Linked DNA regions of Mus musculus: region 2 is linked to region 1. A link is a contact called in public HiChIP or PLAC-seq data. All regions are on one chromosome and are shown on one strand. Each heading gives the region's core, a stretch centred on a gene start, on an enhancer-like site or on the middle of the called end of the contact. The rest is flanking DNA. Distances are from core to core; before and after follow the strand shown.

What was found. HiChIP or PLAC-seq counts read pairs in DNA pulled down with a chosen protein or histone mark.
Region 2: an H3K4me3 HiChIP or PLAC-seq map of bone marrow-derived macrophages shows a contact between it and region 1, with 2.5 times the contacts expected there. The contact joins the promoter of Dctn1 here to the enhancer-like site in region 1. A contact is called at or near these places in 1 of 39 promoter capture datasets (cranial neural crest), 36 of 484 Hi-C or Micro-C datasets (B cells, the Ba/F3 cell line, the C2C12 cell line and 19 more), 13 of 115 datasets of contacts at active chromatin or transcription factors (the 230-238 cell line, CD8 T cells, the NIH/3T3 cell line and 8 more) and 3 of 9 other capture datasets (adipose tissue, embryonic stem cells and liver).

The regions. Positions count from the first base shown.
Region 1 is chr6:82,905,220-82,912,503 of GRCm38.p6, reverse strand. It overlaps Sema4f (sema domain, immunoglobulin domain (Ig), TM domain, and short cytoplasmic domain), which reads left to right. Exons shown (of 14, transcript NM_011350.4): 14 at 1-619. Among named protein-coding and RNA genes, the nearest start is that of 2310069B03Rik, 27 kb to the right of the region's middle. Within about 2 kb of position 3,128, at least 137 of the 459 cell types and tissues checked have an H3K27ac peak or open chromatin away from gene starts, as enhancers often do. A contact at or near this core is called in the Ba/F3 cell line, the C2C12 cell line, CD8 T cells and 10 more, where this site is marked.
Region 2 is chr6:83,175,467-83,182,750 of GRCm38.p6, reverse strand. Dctn1 (dynactin 1) reads right to left here and starts at 3,162. Exons shown (of 32, transcript NM_007835.2): 1 at 2,846-3,162; 2 at 1-227. The coding sequence starts at 2,878.

The sequences.
Region 1 (7,284 bases), core at 1,879-4,378:
CGTGCGTGCGTGTGTGTGTGTGTGTGTGTGTGTGTGTGTGTGTGTGTGTGATGGCTTTCATCAGATTCTCAAGGCCTTAATGAGGTTAAAGGACCATGGTCCATAGTCACCACACTTGGGCCACATAAATGGAGGAGGTGTTGCTGTGAGGCAGTTCCTCCCTGGCCTGCTGCCTGAGGCCAGTCCCTGGACACACTGCTGCTGGAGATCCCACCTCTCTCCAGTCCTCCTCGGAAGCTAGTGAAGCTAGGCTCTGCACGTGCTTGAAGACACCATCGCCTCCTTTCTTGCTTCGTTATTCCTGTGTGCGCTGCATCTGCTCCGTCCTGCTCTTGGCCTGTGAATGTGCCTCGTCCATCCCTGGTGAGGGACCTCGAACCCCGGTGAGGATGCAGCCCTTTCCAGTTGAAGTTTCTGTTCTACTTTCCTTGACAGCAGCCTGTGAATTACTCAAGAGTCCCCTTGGGTTTGGAGTTACCAGTGGCTTTGAGTAGGATCTTTGGCACGTAGTCTAACCTAGGGACATTGGTTATTCATCTGTAAAGTGGGGATATACCTACCTCAGGGTTGCTGCAAGGATCAAACGAGGAAACGTATGAACAATAAAGCATTACCCAGAGCAGCGGGCGTGGTTATTGTAGCTGTTGCTTTATCATAGCCGAACCACGTGATCACCATGGCAGGCACTCACTGTGCACCCCATGCAGTGGAAGGTGGACAAGCCTTCACCAACATCTGATCTTCGATCATCTCAGGATGGGTCTTAACCACCCATATTTAGGCTTTACTCAAATCTGCGATTTATTTTTTTAAAAAATTATGTGTATATGTGTATGTTAACGTATGTATACGTGAGTGCCGCTACCTCAAGAGGCCAAAAGAGGGCAATGGATCCCCGAAGCTAAAGTTAGAGGCAGTTGTGAGTTGCTTGATGTGTGTTTTGGAAACTGAACTCAGACCTTCTGAAAGAGTAGCAGGTGCCTTAGTTGCTGAGTCATCTTTCCAGCCCTCTAGTCTTATACATGTTGAGTGATGTTGATAGCCAGAGTTTCCTTCTGCTAAACCAGGAGCCACTGATGTCATCTTTGCTTCTCTATGGAAGGGACACATGTACTAAGTCTTTGTGCTATTCCACTTCCAAGATGGACGTGGATTTTACTCCAGGAAAAAAGAGATTGAAAACACATGCACACATACACACACTCCAGCTAAGAAGGAGATTCTGAAGTAAGGATTTTTTTTTTCAAGACAGGGTCTTACTACATAGTTCAGACTGGTCTTGAACTTACTATGTAGCCCAGACTAGCCCAGAATTTGTGATTCTCCTGCCTCAGTTCCCCAAAGTCTTGGGATTACAGGTATACACTGGCATGCCTTTAAGAAGGCTAACAGTTCAGTAAATGGAGAAATTCATGGCTCACTTAGTAGAGAAGTCAGGAATAAGATACCCTCAGGACTGCACAAAGGACTTTAGGAGTCAAGGTCCCAGCCCCTGGAATTAGGATTCAGGGTTAGAGGGAGTCTGTCTGTCTGCCTGTCTGTCATCTTTGCTTGTCTTGCCTGATTTCTTTCTTTCTTGCTGTAAATGGCCCCACTCAAAGAAGCAGAAAAGGTGGCTGCTGCTGAGATGACTTCATGAGCAAAGGCACGTGCTGCTGGCTTTGATCTCCAGAACCCACGTGGCAGGAGAACTGACTCAAGTTGTCCTCTGACCTCTACATGTGTGCTTTGGCACACATGTGCATGCACATACATGCACACATACACAAAATAAATGAATGTTAAAGAGAAAAAGAAATATGGCTGCTTCCACATCCTTTCAGCCACAGATCTTAGAAGCCAAAACTACTTTTTCAGCGTAAACCAAGAATCACAAGGACAGCTCTGCTCATATCACATGACTCCATTGCACCAATGAGTGTGTCCAAGGAAATGGGATACTGTGATTGGCCAAGCCTAAGTCACATACGTGTCCAGGGAGGGAAAGATTACATTATCAGAAGAATGGACATAAGGAAGTTGGATAAAAAAGACAAAAACAGAACAAACAAACAAAACACCAGTTGTAGTTTACTAAAGGTATTTAGATGTAGACAGTGATCTTTCAAAAATTAATGCTAAATATGTTCCTTTCAAGTTAAAGTTTTCTAATGGCTTCTTATGACACCCAGGAGAAATTCCAACCCTTCCTTCTAATTTAGAACTGTTGTTCTTACTTAAGTTTTTTTTTTTTTTACATATATATTACTTTTTATTTTTTATTTATTTTTATTTTTTTCTTCCCTCTCACTCAAGGTGGGCACTCATTGTGGACACGATAAGGCTTTTCCTACCATATGCCAATTAAGCTCATTATTGGTGGAAAGCCTGGCTTCTTCTGGCTATTTAGGCTTTATTTTAAGTATCACTTCCAGAATGAGGACCACCCTGATCACACAGTATAGATGCGTGCTTGTCTGTTGCTGGGATAAAAGACCCTGACCAAAAGCAACTTAGCAGGGGAGGGGAGCTTACTGGGAACACAGTCCATTAAGGTGAGGAAGTATGGCGGCAGGAAAATGAGGATGGCCTGGCAGTCAGGAAGCAGAGCAACCATGTTTCACCCTCACAGAGAGGGGAGAGAAAGAGAGACAGACAGACAGACAGACAGACAGACAGACAGACAGACAGACAGATACAAATACACACAGAGAGAGACAGAGAAACAGAGACAGGCAGAGACAGACAGACAGAGACAGGCAGAGAGAGAAACAGAGAGACAGAGGCCTGGTCCCCAGTGATTAACTTCCTCCAACAAGGCTCCAAACCTAAACGTTCTATAACCTTTGCAAACAGCACCACCAAGTGGCAAACAAGTGCGAGCCTGTGGGAGCCATTTCATATTTAACCTACAACACTACCTACACATCCTTCTCAGCATAGCATTTATCATTAATGTGCATTTCCTCTTTTTGGCTTGTTTATTCTGTTAGAGTTATTTTCCTTCTTACTAAGTCTGTACTTCATATTGTCCCGCACCATAGCCGTTTAGCATAATCCTAGATGCACAGTGCCTAAGACGTGCCCTACAGAGACGTCAACAATATTAACTGAGTGAGTCTGTGTGACCATCGCTGACCTGGCTCGCTGAGTCATGGCAAGAACTAGTGTGTACTCACTCCTGCAGAAACTCACAAGGCTCCAGCTGCCCCGGTTCCACAGCGCTGAGTCATGGCTGCTGGGAATCCTCTGTCTCGCAGGCTGACTGACTTAGTTGCTTTTCTGTTGCTGTGGTAAAACATCAAACAACCAAAAGCAACTTACGGGAAAATCCTTGGTTTTGGCTTTCGGTTCCAGAGGGATAAAATTCCACCGTGGCCTGGAAGCCTGGCGGGCGTGGTGACATGGCAGCAGGCAGTGACTGGAGCAGAAAGCTAGGAACTCACACCCCCAACCACAAGCACAAACTTGGGAGAGTAAACTGCACGCGGGGAGAGGCCATCTAAGCTTGACCGCTGACCCCAGTGACATACAAGACCTCGCGTCTTAAACCTCCCCAAATAGCACCAGTGACTGGGGTCTAAGTTTTCTCCCACCTGAGCCTATGGAGTTCACATTCAAAGCACCACACAGACGCTCTGCTGTGACAGGTAGTGTCAGGGTGTTTCCCTTTATAACTCCCACAGCCTCCCTCTAGCTTGGGTTCTGAACTCCCGCTTAGACCTTAATTTTCTCTATTAATAATTCTCTATTAATAATTCTCTATTAATAATTCTCTATTAATAATTCGTGTTTGGTTATTTGCAGACTAGTCTCTCCTGCTCTTCCTTCCAGATCAAAGATATTAAACTCATTTATCTGAGATAACAATATTCTTTTCCAAGAATAGACATCCTATATAGGAATAGTTGCTTTAACTAATAATAAAAATTATGTCCATGCATGTACTAATTTTATGTATGGTATAGTAAACATTTTTCATACTAATCTCAACTCCAGAAAGTCTAGAATAAATAGTCATATTTGTAGCCAAAAAACAGGTTCAGAGCAGGAGCCTGCTGAACATCACACAGTCATCTCCCAGTGGAGGTGGGACTGTTTTCAAGTCTCTCCAATTCTGAAGCCCGCGTGGAGATGTGTCTCTAAAGATTTTCATCATGCTAACATTAATTCTAAGGCTAACAGGAAAACACAACGAGTCAATGAAAAATATTTTTAGTTGAATATGACTCAGTGTTGGCGTGAAAACATGTCTGCAACACTGGTTAGTGAGGAAGAGACAACGTAGAGGGAGGAGAGTCACCCCGGAGTGCTGGGCGCTAGCCAAGCATGTGGGTTCTGCAAGCTCTGTTGAACGGGGAATGGCTCAGAGCATCAGCACTGGATAAGACACTCAGTGCAGAGGACAGGTCAGAATGAAAGCAAGAGCTCTAGGTACATGTAAACACAGGCACAGGCACAAACAAGAATAGTGCCCAGACCACAGAAGTGAGCATGAAAACACCCATGGAAGGAGTTACAGAGACAAAGTTTGGTGCTGAGACAAAAGGATGGAGCATCTAGAGACTGCCATATCCAGGGATCCATCCCATAATCAGCCTCCAAACGCTGACACCATTGCATACACTAGCAAGATTGTGCTGATAGGACCCTGATATAGCTGTTTCTTTTGTTGCCGGGGCCTAGCAAACACATAAGTGGATGCTCACAGTCAGCTATTGGATGGATCACAGGGCCCCCAATGGAGGAGCTAGAGAAAATACCCAAGGAGCTAAAGGGATCTGCAACCCTATAGGTGGAGCAACATTATGAACTAACCAGTACCCTGGAGCTCTTGACTCTAGCTGCATATGTATCAAAAGATGGCCTAGTCGGCCATCACTGGAAAGAGAGGCCCATTGGACTTGCAAACTTTATATGCCCCAGTACAGGGGAACACCAGGGCCAAAAAGTGGGAGTGGGTGGGTAGGGGTGGGGAGGGTATGGGGGACTTTTGGGATAGCGTTGGAAATGTAAATGAGGAAAATACCTAATTAAAAAAAAAAAGAAGAAGTGAGCATGAATCCACCTCTCCCAGCTGATGTAAGGACATAGGTGTTTGACTCTTCTCTAGCTTTGGCCTTACACTAGTTTCCCCTCTTTTCAGACAGGATATATTAAGATGTCTGGTCTCAGAATGACTTGGCTTCTTCAGTATCCAATCCAATCAATGCCCCGAATTCTTAAACCTCTCTTCAAATCACCTGTAGTAGCCTAGGCCCCATAATAAGCTCTTCCCAATGCCCAGCCCTTACTGAAATGTCTCATGGATGCCCGTACTCTTTAACCACAGAGAATGATAAGCCCAGCTTGTGGCTGGCTGCTCATGGTGGTTTGAGGCAGGAGAGCACTGCTAAGTACTGCCATCTCACTATCGACTGTGATGCTAACTCATCTCTATTGTCACAAGTTTGTGTGGGACAACACAGCTAAACTGTTAGTGATGGCTAGTTCTGGTAGAGATTTTACCTTTAAGTTATATATGATGTGTGTGTGTGTGTGTGTGTGTGTGTGTGTGTGTGTGTGTGTGTGTGTGTGTGTGTGTGTGTAGGCCAGGGTTGATGTTAGGCATCTTCCTCAATCATTCTTTACTTTTTATTTATTTCTGATATAGTCTCTCGCTGAACCTGGAGATGATTAGCTAGCCTGGCTGACCAATGAGCTTCAGAGACTCTCATCTCTGCCCTCCCAGTGCAGGGATCTCAACCATATACCACTGCGCCTATCTTTTTATATGGGCATGGGGGATTTGAACTTAGGTCTGTAGGGAGAGCTGTAGGCAATGCCAGATAGTGACTGCATTAGTTATCTGCTCATTGCTGTGACAAAATATCTTCCCGGAGTCCAACTCCAGCAGGTCAGGGGTCCGAGGGGGAGACAGATAGGAAGTCAGAGATAGGAAGACACATAGACCTGTTATGTTTGAAGCATAACACTCTAATTTTCTCTTCTAGTTTTAAGTATATTTCAGCCAGTTTCTTGTACTGGCTGACAGCAGTTTGCGGTTACAGTGTGGCCAACTGGACTGTTGTTCTTGTTCTAGTTTACAAAGCCTAGCTGAGTTGTCCTTTCTGAGCTGGCTTAGCTAGCCATTTAGTTAACCATTTGCTTTTCTTCTCTTTCACTCCCAATAGGATCATTTAGTTCCCTCTTACAAAGTATTCTGTTTTCTTAAGGTGCGTACCAAAACCCTGCAATTAGATCTATAAGCTACATGACCAGGAGACTCAGACCTAACCATAGTTAGGAACATAATTGCTGTCTTTGATCACTGGCCTGAGTCTCACAGCCAAGAACTGTGGGCTAACAATGCCTGAAACTTCCCTGTTCTTATTCCCTGTCTCACGTCCAGCTGGAAAAGAGGTATTTTCAAGTCTTATCCCTATCCTCCAAATCCCTCATTAGAAGCCCTAGCTACTTGTGTCTTTAAACTCTTCTCAGAAAGCTCAACTGAATCTTGAATCCGTAAGCAGCCTTGTCTTGGGGAAATCAGCACTTCTATTCTATATGGCAGATGAAATGCCCAGGGAGGAGTGGGAAGCTCCCACAGATAATCACACCAAGCTAGTCACGAGGAAAACACCATAGCACCAAGCGCAAGAAACTCTAGCAGCAACAGAGGACATGCTGGGCACAACCCTCCAGGGGAACTGTCTCTTGGAGGTACACGCTTTGTAGCTGCGCTAACCACTGAGCCACACTCCACAAACTCCAGCGCTGGCTGCAGTTCCTCTGGCCTGGACACCACCAATACCTGACAAAAAGCAGTTTTAGGAGAGAAAGGTTTATTTTGGATTAAAGTTTTAGAGGTCATGGTGACAAGAATGGAGGAGCCAGAGGCGAGGTTGCACTGTGTCTGCCGTCAGGACGGACAGAGCACTAAATACTGTTGCTCAGTTTGCTTCATTCTCCCTCCTTCCTATTAAGCCCAGTAGCCCAGCAAGAGGATGGTGCAGCCTGCATTTAGGACAGGTCTCCCCTCCTCACTTAAAACTCTCTGCAAATACCCTCTGATGTGCCGAGAGCTGTGTGTCCTAGGGCATTCTAAGACCAGTCAGGCTGACAATGAAAGCAAGCCGTCACAATGACTTGAACAGAAAAAGAGAATGGCCAATTGGGTCCTCTCCTTAGAAGTATTGAGACCCACTAGGGCTGGGTCGCAAGCTCAGGGCACAGAGAAGAAAAAAAAAAAAAAAAAAAAAAAAAAAAAAGAAGACTGGGTGTGGGTCGGAGATGTAGCTCCGGGCGGGGTAAGTTACTTGCGTG
Region 2 (7,284 bases), core at 1,913-4,412, 270 kb before region 1:
ATGCCGTGGCCTTCATCACATGTGAAATACTTCCTTCCCTGGACAGTGCCATCATTTTTGCCTTTTGCTTCATCCAGAATCACGCCCACCCATTTGCCAGTGGCAAAGAGTGTGGCTCCAACATAGGCCACAGTGCCTCGGTGGCCCTTCCCAATCACCTCCACGCGGGAGCCAACCCGCAGGGGCCGGGCGCTTGCCTCCGTACTCATCCTGCTGCCACTCGGCGTCTGGAAGAAAGACATATGCCAACATGGTCAGTCAGAGGCTCAGGACAGCGTCCTGGACCTAGAAACCACAAGTCACGCCTTTAAACTCCATTCTCAGGACAAAGTGAGACTACAAACTCCCCTCTGGAAAACATCAGTGACATGTTCAGAACTTCCCCAAAGCCAGGTAGAGCATATGTCCAGGACTTCAACACCCGGGTGGTTGAATCAGGAGGCGAGCCATGAGTTTGAGGCCAACCTTGGCTATATAAGGTAAGTTAAAGGAACAGCCTGGGCAACATAATGAGACCTTGTTTCAAGAAATGTTTAGGGGTCTGGTGAGATGGCTCAGCGGTTAAGAGTGCCGACTGCTCTTCCGAAGGTCTTGAGTTCAAATCCTAGCAACCACATGGTGGCTTACAACCATCCGTAACAAAATCTGATGCTCTCTTCTTGGAGTGTCTGAAGACAGCTACAGTGTGCTTACATATAATAAATAAATAAATAAATAAATAAAAAGAAATGTTTAAAAAGCTTGTTTTGCTAGCTCACACATGGGATTCCAGCACTTGGGGAGCTGAGACAGGATTACCATGAGCTTGAGGCCAGCCTGGACTACCCGGTGAGCTCGAGGCCAGCCTGGCCTACAGTAAGAAGAAACTCTAGAAAAAAAAATGTCACAAAAATGAACAATAAGCAATCCATTTTTTATTGTTTGTTTTTTAGAGACAGGGTTTCACTGTGTAGCCCTGGCTGTCTTGAAATTCACTCTGTAGACTAGGCTGACCTCAAATTTGGAGATCTGCCTGTCTCTGCCTCCCAAGTGCTGGTATTAAAGGTGTGTGCCACCACAGCTCAGCAATAACAATCTTTAAAAGAAAAAAAAGACTCTAAAATTCTCTAGAATCTACTGAAATTTTTAAAAAAGAATTTATATTTAAATTGTATAACAAATTAGGATTTACTGATAGATCTTTGAATATCACCATATAGCTGCTTCTAGGGTGTACTGTCCCCAAGGAAAGGATGTAAGAACAAGCAAACAACTCAATTCAGACCAGGCTCCCCACAACCCTGTCCCAGGAACCAGAGCTGAGAAAGTTAGCAGCTCAGTGGTGGCTCTCTCCACTGTCCTCGGTCTCCCTGGGACTCAAACCAAATGCCTTTCTCCAGCTCCTCCACCCTCCTCCACTCCTCCTCCTCCTCCTCCTCCTCTTCTTCTCTTCCTCCTTCCTCTCCTTCCTCTTCTTCCTCCTCCTCTTCCTCCTCTTCCTGAGTGTGTGTGTGTGTGTGCGTGCACACGAGCCTTTTAAAATTTTTGTCACTGTTCTTTGAAACAGAATCTCAGTACCACCCTAGGCTGGTCTGAAACTTGCAGCCCTCCTACCCCAGCCCCCTGAATGCTGGGCTCACTGGCACGCATCAGCACGTCCACCTAGACTTCTCAGAAAGACAGAACTGCACCTCTTTCCAGGGCCACAGCCACCACCATGCCTTGCTGATATGATTGCTGTCAGTCCATCTCCATATCTACCTGGCACTGCTAGACTGTTGACTACAGCACATTCACCAGCACCCTCCTCAGGGCCCATGTCCTATTGTCTGCTCTCCCCCAAACCCTGCAGGCCACGGTGTCATAAAATGAAGAGCACAAACAAATAAACAAAATACCTCAAGTTAGCCCTTTACTGTCCTCAAACCCTGCCCAGTAGTTCATCTGGGTTGGCAAAGGTACAAACAAAACGCTGTCCTTGGGTCATACCCAGATTCTTACATACCCGTGATGACAGAACACATGAAATTAGGTCCCAGATCAGACCACGATTTGGAAGAAAATCACACCTAAGCCATTTTTAGCAATAGCTGTTCCATGAACCAGAGAGATTGTAGCAAATAAATAAGGCAAGAAAATGTGACCCCCGTGGACCTAAAGGCTCGGGGGAGGGGTCTTTCCTGATACCCCCCAAACACACACACACACACCACAGTTAGCTTCAGAAAGGAGCCCTGCCAGAGCCTGGGAAGTCAAACCCTTCCCAGCTGTCATTCCCTAGCCCCTCTCTTCACAAAGCCCCACCAGTAAGGTAAGGACAGAGCTCCTAGGGATGTGGGGACCTCAAACTATACCAGGGACAATGAAGAGCTCATGGGCCTGACAATAAAGGAAACTGCCAATGATATCAAGGCTGGACACAAACTCAGAAAAGACCCTCCCACACCTCCCAACACGCCTCTCGGAGTCAGGTGGCTCTAACAGTGGATGCAAATCTAACCTCACAGAGGAGAGAGCAGAGGCAGATAGCAGGGCATCTGAAAAGAGCCTCACAGCTAGGCCTTCTGACCCCCAGGCCAGTCAAAGACAGACTGGACCCCTCAGAAATCCCTGGCCTCAGAGCCAGCTGGAGTCAGAGGTCAAGTCTAGTTGGGCCCCAGTTAGGACCCAACTGGGTGGGTGGGTGGGGTACCTTGTCCAGCCTGCCCCTGTCAGCGCTCTGAAGGCTCCTCAGAAGCCCAGTGTGTGAGTACCTCAGCTGAGAGCCAGCCTGCCTCCCCAGCCCCCACACAAGTGATGTCCACAGGCACCCGGCCTGGTCCAGCAGCCCTCCCAGGGCCATCCCATATTGACTGGGGCCACTTACCCGACTGGACATGTGCCTCCTGCTCTGGGCCATGTTGCTCACCCGGACTCTACCCCCTCCCCCAGCTAGCCAAAGACAGAGAAAAGGCAGAAACCTAGGCAGGAGGGGTCAGGGTGATGGGCCTGCATGGACGGACGGCTCAGAAGCCGTTAGCCACGGACCTCCCTCCGTCCATGGTCCTCCCTCTGGAGGGGCAGGAGCAGTGATGGGGCTGAGGAGTAAGTCCCTTCTACTGCCCAAGGATTCCTGAACCCAGAGACACTGAGCCCCGCTTGCCAGCTGATGAGTCTCACTCTGCGCTAGTGCTGCTCTAGACTGTCAGGAAGCATGCTGGCCTCTGGGTCCTAGTGCTCCCCTCCTTCACACGAACCCAGGGATGGGTAGGCAAGAAATCCTCAGCACCAGAGTGCAGGCAGGGTTCTGGAGGTGACACTTCTTCCCCACCTGTACCCCTCACTATCACTGCCCCCAGTCCCAGTGAGTGAGGCTTCAGCAGGTCCCCAAGCATCAAGTGCCACTTCAAAATGATCAGCACTTCATCAAACTGCTTTCACAGGCCTTCTAGTCCCTTCTGCTGCTTTTCTGTGTCACCCTACCAGAAAGATGTCTGGACTCCACACGACGAGGGTCTCGATCTCTGTCTTACACTGGGCCAGATAAACAGGAGGGGCAGAGCTAGAAGCCTGCTCACCCAGAGAAAGCCATGAGTACCCAGCTCCCCACCCCTGCAACAGCAGAGGTCCCCACAGTCACTCCCTCCTCTGCCTGTGTCAGGCAGGCTCTGATCCCCAAGATATCACATTCAATGGGATTATTAAAGGTAGTTTTCAAAAGCTAAGCACCTCACTGTCCCCTTGGCCCAAGTCCACTTTACCCAGGTCCTCATCTCTTTTACCCTTGGCCTTGTCTTCTAACATCAGACTCAACAAGCCAACTTATTTTTTATAGTTGTGTACTTCACAAGCTTCCTTAGTTATGTTATATTACCTTCATAATTTTAAAACAGATGGTGTTAATTTAATGAAACTACTTATTCTAGTCAAAGGTTTCCACATGCTACCTCATTTATTATTCACAGGTCAATGCCTAAGGTCTTACCCCTTAAGCAAAGGGCCTGGGGTCTAACCACTGGATCCCCTGGCTGTAATGTGGACCTAGTCCCTGAATACACTTGTCTTCCTTCACTGACAAGACTGCAATTTCTGCCACTCTGCACACTTGCCTAACACAGGATAATGCCACAAAGCAGTTCTGTTAGGTGATGCCCACCTGGAAGAACACCATAATGAAGCCAGTCCCTTTATATGCTAGATTAACCTCTCAACCAAAACAGTCTCTGTGCCTTACTTCTGCCCAGAACCATCAGGACCCCACCTCTGCTTCCCCCGCAGTGTCCAGGTTGCTCTGCCTTCATATCCACCCCAGCCCAGACAATCGTACTAAACCCACTCAGAGTGCCTACAGAACACATTTCAAAACATCACGTTAGGGCTCGGCAGATTGCTCAGTGGGTAGAACAGAAACGGGGGCTAGAGAGATGGCTCAGCAATTAAGAACACTGGTTGCTTTTGCAGAAAACATAGATTTGCCAGGCATGGTGGCACACACCTTTAATCCCAGCACTTGGGAAGCAGAGGCAGGCGGATTTCTGAGTTCGAGGCCAGCCTGGTCTACAAAGTGAGTTCCAGGACAGCCAGAGCTATACAGAGAAACCCTGTCTCGAAAAAACCATTTAAAAAAAAAAAAAAAAAACCATAGGTTCATCCCAGCACCTACATAGAGGTTCACAAGTGCCTTTAATTCCAGTCCTAGGGGATCTATTACCCTTTTCTAAACTCCAAGGGCATGGTACACACATGCTACACAGACATACATGCAGGCAAAACACCCATACACCATAAAATAAAACTTAAAAAATAAAATATTTAGGACAGGGGTTGGAGAGATGGCTCAGTGGCTAAAAGGTCTTGCTCTTCTTGCAAAGGACCTGAGTTTACTCTGTTACCATGGTTACCTGCAGCCATGCTGTGCCACTCACAACTACTTGTAACTCCAGCTCAAGATGAGATGCCTCTGACTGCTGCAGGAACCTCTATTTATGTGTGTACACACACACACACACACACACACACACTTACTTTAAAATAAATCCTTTTTAAAAATAAAAATAAGGACTAGAGAGATGGCTAAGCTGTTAAGTACATGTCCAGCTCCTATGTCTGAGGACCTGAGTTTGGTTCCCAGCACCCACATCAGGTGGCTCTGGGGATCTGACTCCTCCGACCTCCCTATGTATGCACACTGTGTATATGTTCACATAGAGACACAGCCATACACAATGCAAAACAAAGAGCACCGACCGCTCTTCCAAAGGTCCTGAGTTCAAACCCCAGCAACCACATGGTGGGTCACAGCCATTGTAATGGGGTCTGATGATCTCTTCTGGAGCATCTGAAGACAGCTACTGTGTACTTACATATAATAAATAAACAGAGAGAGAGAGAGAGAGAGAGAGGGAGAGAGAGAGAGAGAGAGAGAGAGAGATCCTGACTCAAAACAAACAGACAAACAAAAAGGGAAAACAAATCTTTAAATTTGCCAATAAATGAACACACACACACACCTGCTTAAATAAGAGCATTTAGAACAGCATCTGTACTGTAAATAAAAACTAGCTATGAACACCATCACCACCACACTGGGTTATATCACAATAACCCAGAGGCAGGCCAGGGATGGCCCAGACAAGGAGGCTGGGGCCCAGAGACCCACTTTCCCTCGGGTTACCCAGGTGAGTACACAGCTGCTCCAGAACTCCTGATACGTCCCACAGTCCCTCACTGTCCCACACCTATCTCCAGGCTTCCAGGGCCAGGCTCTAAACTGAACTACTTTCAAAACACCTGCAATCCCAGCATTCAGAAATCGGGAGGAGGATTTTGAGTTCTAGGTCCAGCAGGGCAACAGTGATAACACAGATGTAAGAGCAGCCTCCCTGTGCTCTGAGCACATTGCACATGAATATACACTCCTCCTTGAGAGCTGTTTATTCTACCGAATGGGAATGTCTGACACATCTACTCAATACTGTAAGACTTGAGGAAGAGAAAGCACATTTAGGAGTATGAAAACTACAAAGTTCCAAAGAAGAGCTACCTGGCAGGATACTAGAGATACACAAGCTGTATAGAGAGTAAATAGGGCACAGGAGAAAGGTGAACTGGGCTTCGACTTACAGAGCTTTCTGTTTGGTTTGGGGCTACACAGAAGCCCTGTAAGTTATGAACACCTGACAGACAGGGATCTAAGGTATCTGCTTGGGTTCTTCTGTCAAATCCTAAAGCCTTCTGCAGGAAAGCCCACAACCTTTCAGTGCAGGGAGTCAGGTCCTTAATAAACAAACACTGAGGTGCAAGAGGAAGTGAGAAGGGTGGGCAGGGAGTTTAGCATCGGGCAGGGACAGACGGACTGAATCCAGTGATAACAGTCAGTAGGCCTTGCTCCTGAGCTGTGGGATGGCATAGTGAGACTGCTTTAGGAAGATCAAACATGCAGGGTAGAGTGGACACAGGAGCAACCTGCAAGGAAAGGCAGGATTACAGCAAAGCGTATGCTGCAGGGTGAGAAGGGAGGTGGAAGCAGAGACAGAGAGGGGGACAGAGCCAGAGCCAGAGCCAGAGCCAAAGGGATCCGAGGAGGCCGTGACAGATGTGATGCCAGGAAAGGCAGCAGGCTGGCATGCATGGGCCCCACATTCAGCCCTGGACGCCACAGCTCTGTTCTCGCATTTCCTCGCCTGCATGACTCTGGGCAAGATGCTTACCTTATTGAACCACAGTAACACAATCCACACAAAAAAGGCGTGCGTTCTCTATCTCTCATGAATGTTACAAAGAATAAGGAAAAGCAGCCAGCAGCTAGAGAGCAAGCCTTACTACACCTTGCAGTACACAGAGACCAACTCATAACATCAACGCCTGACCCCTAAAAGGATCTGTAACAATGCCTGACACAAACTGTGCCCAGCCGGGTATAGGTGCCTATATGTGTATCCACACATCAGTGATGACCTGCTCACAGCAGAAACTCCAAAGCTGCAATAAATGAAGGTAAAAGTTAGCAAATGAGGGGCCAGACAGGTGGCTCTGTGGCTAAGAATGTTTGCAGCTATCAATGAGGACCTGAGTTGGTTCCAAAACCCTGGAAGGCTCACAACCACCTGTAATTCCAGCTCCAGGAGAGCTGACTCTTCTGGCTTCCTCAGACACACATACTCCCACCATGTACACACACACACACACACACACACACGCACACACGCACACACGCACACACACATACACACACACACACATACATACACACACAAACACACACGCACACACACACACATATATAGTAAATATTTATAGAATATCACGCACAAATATAATTATCAC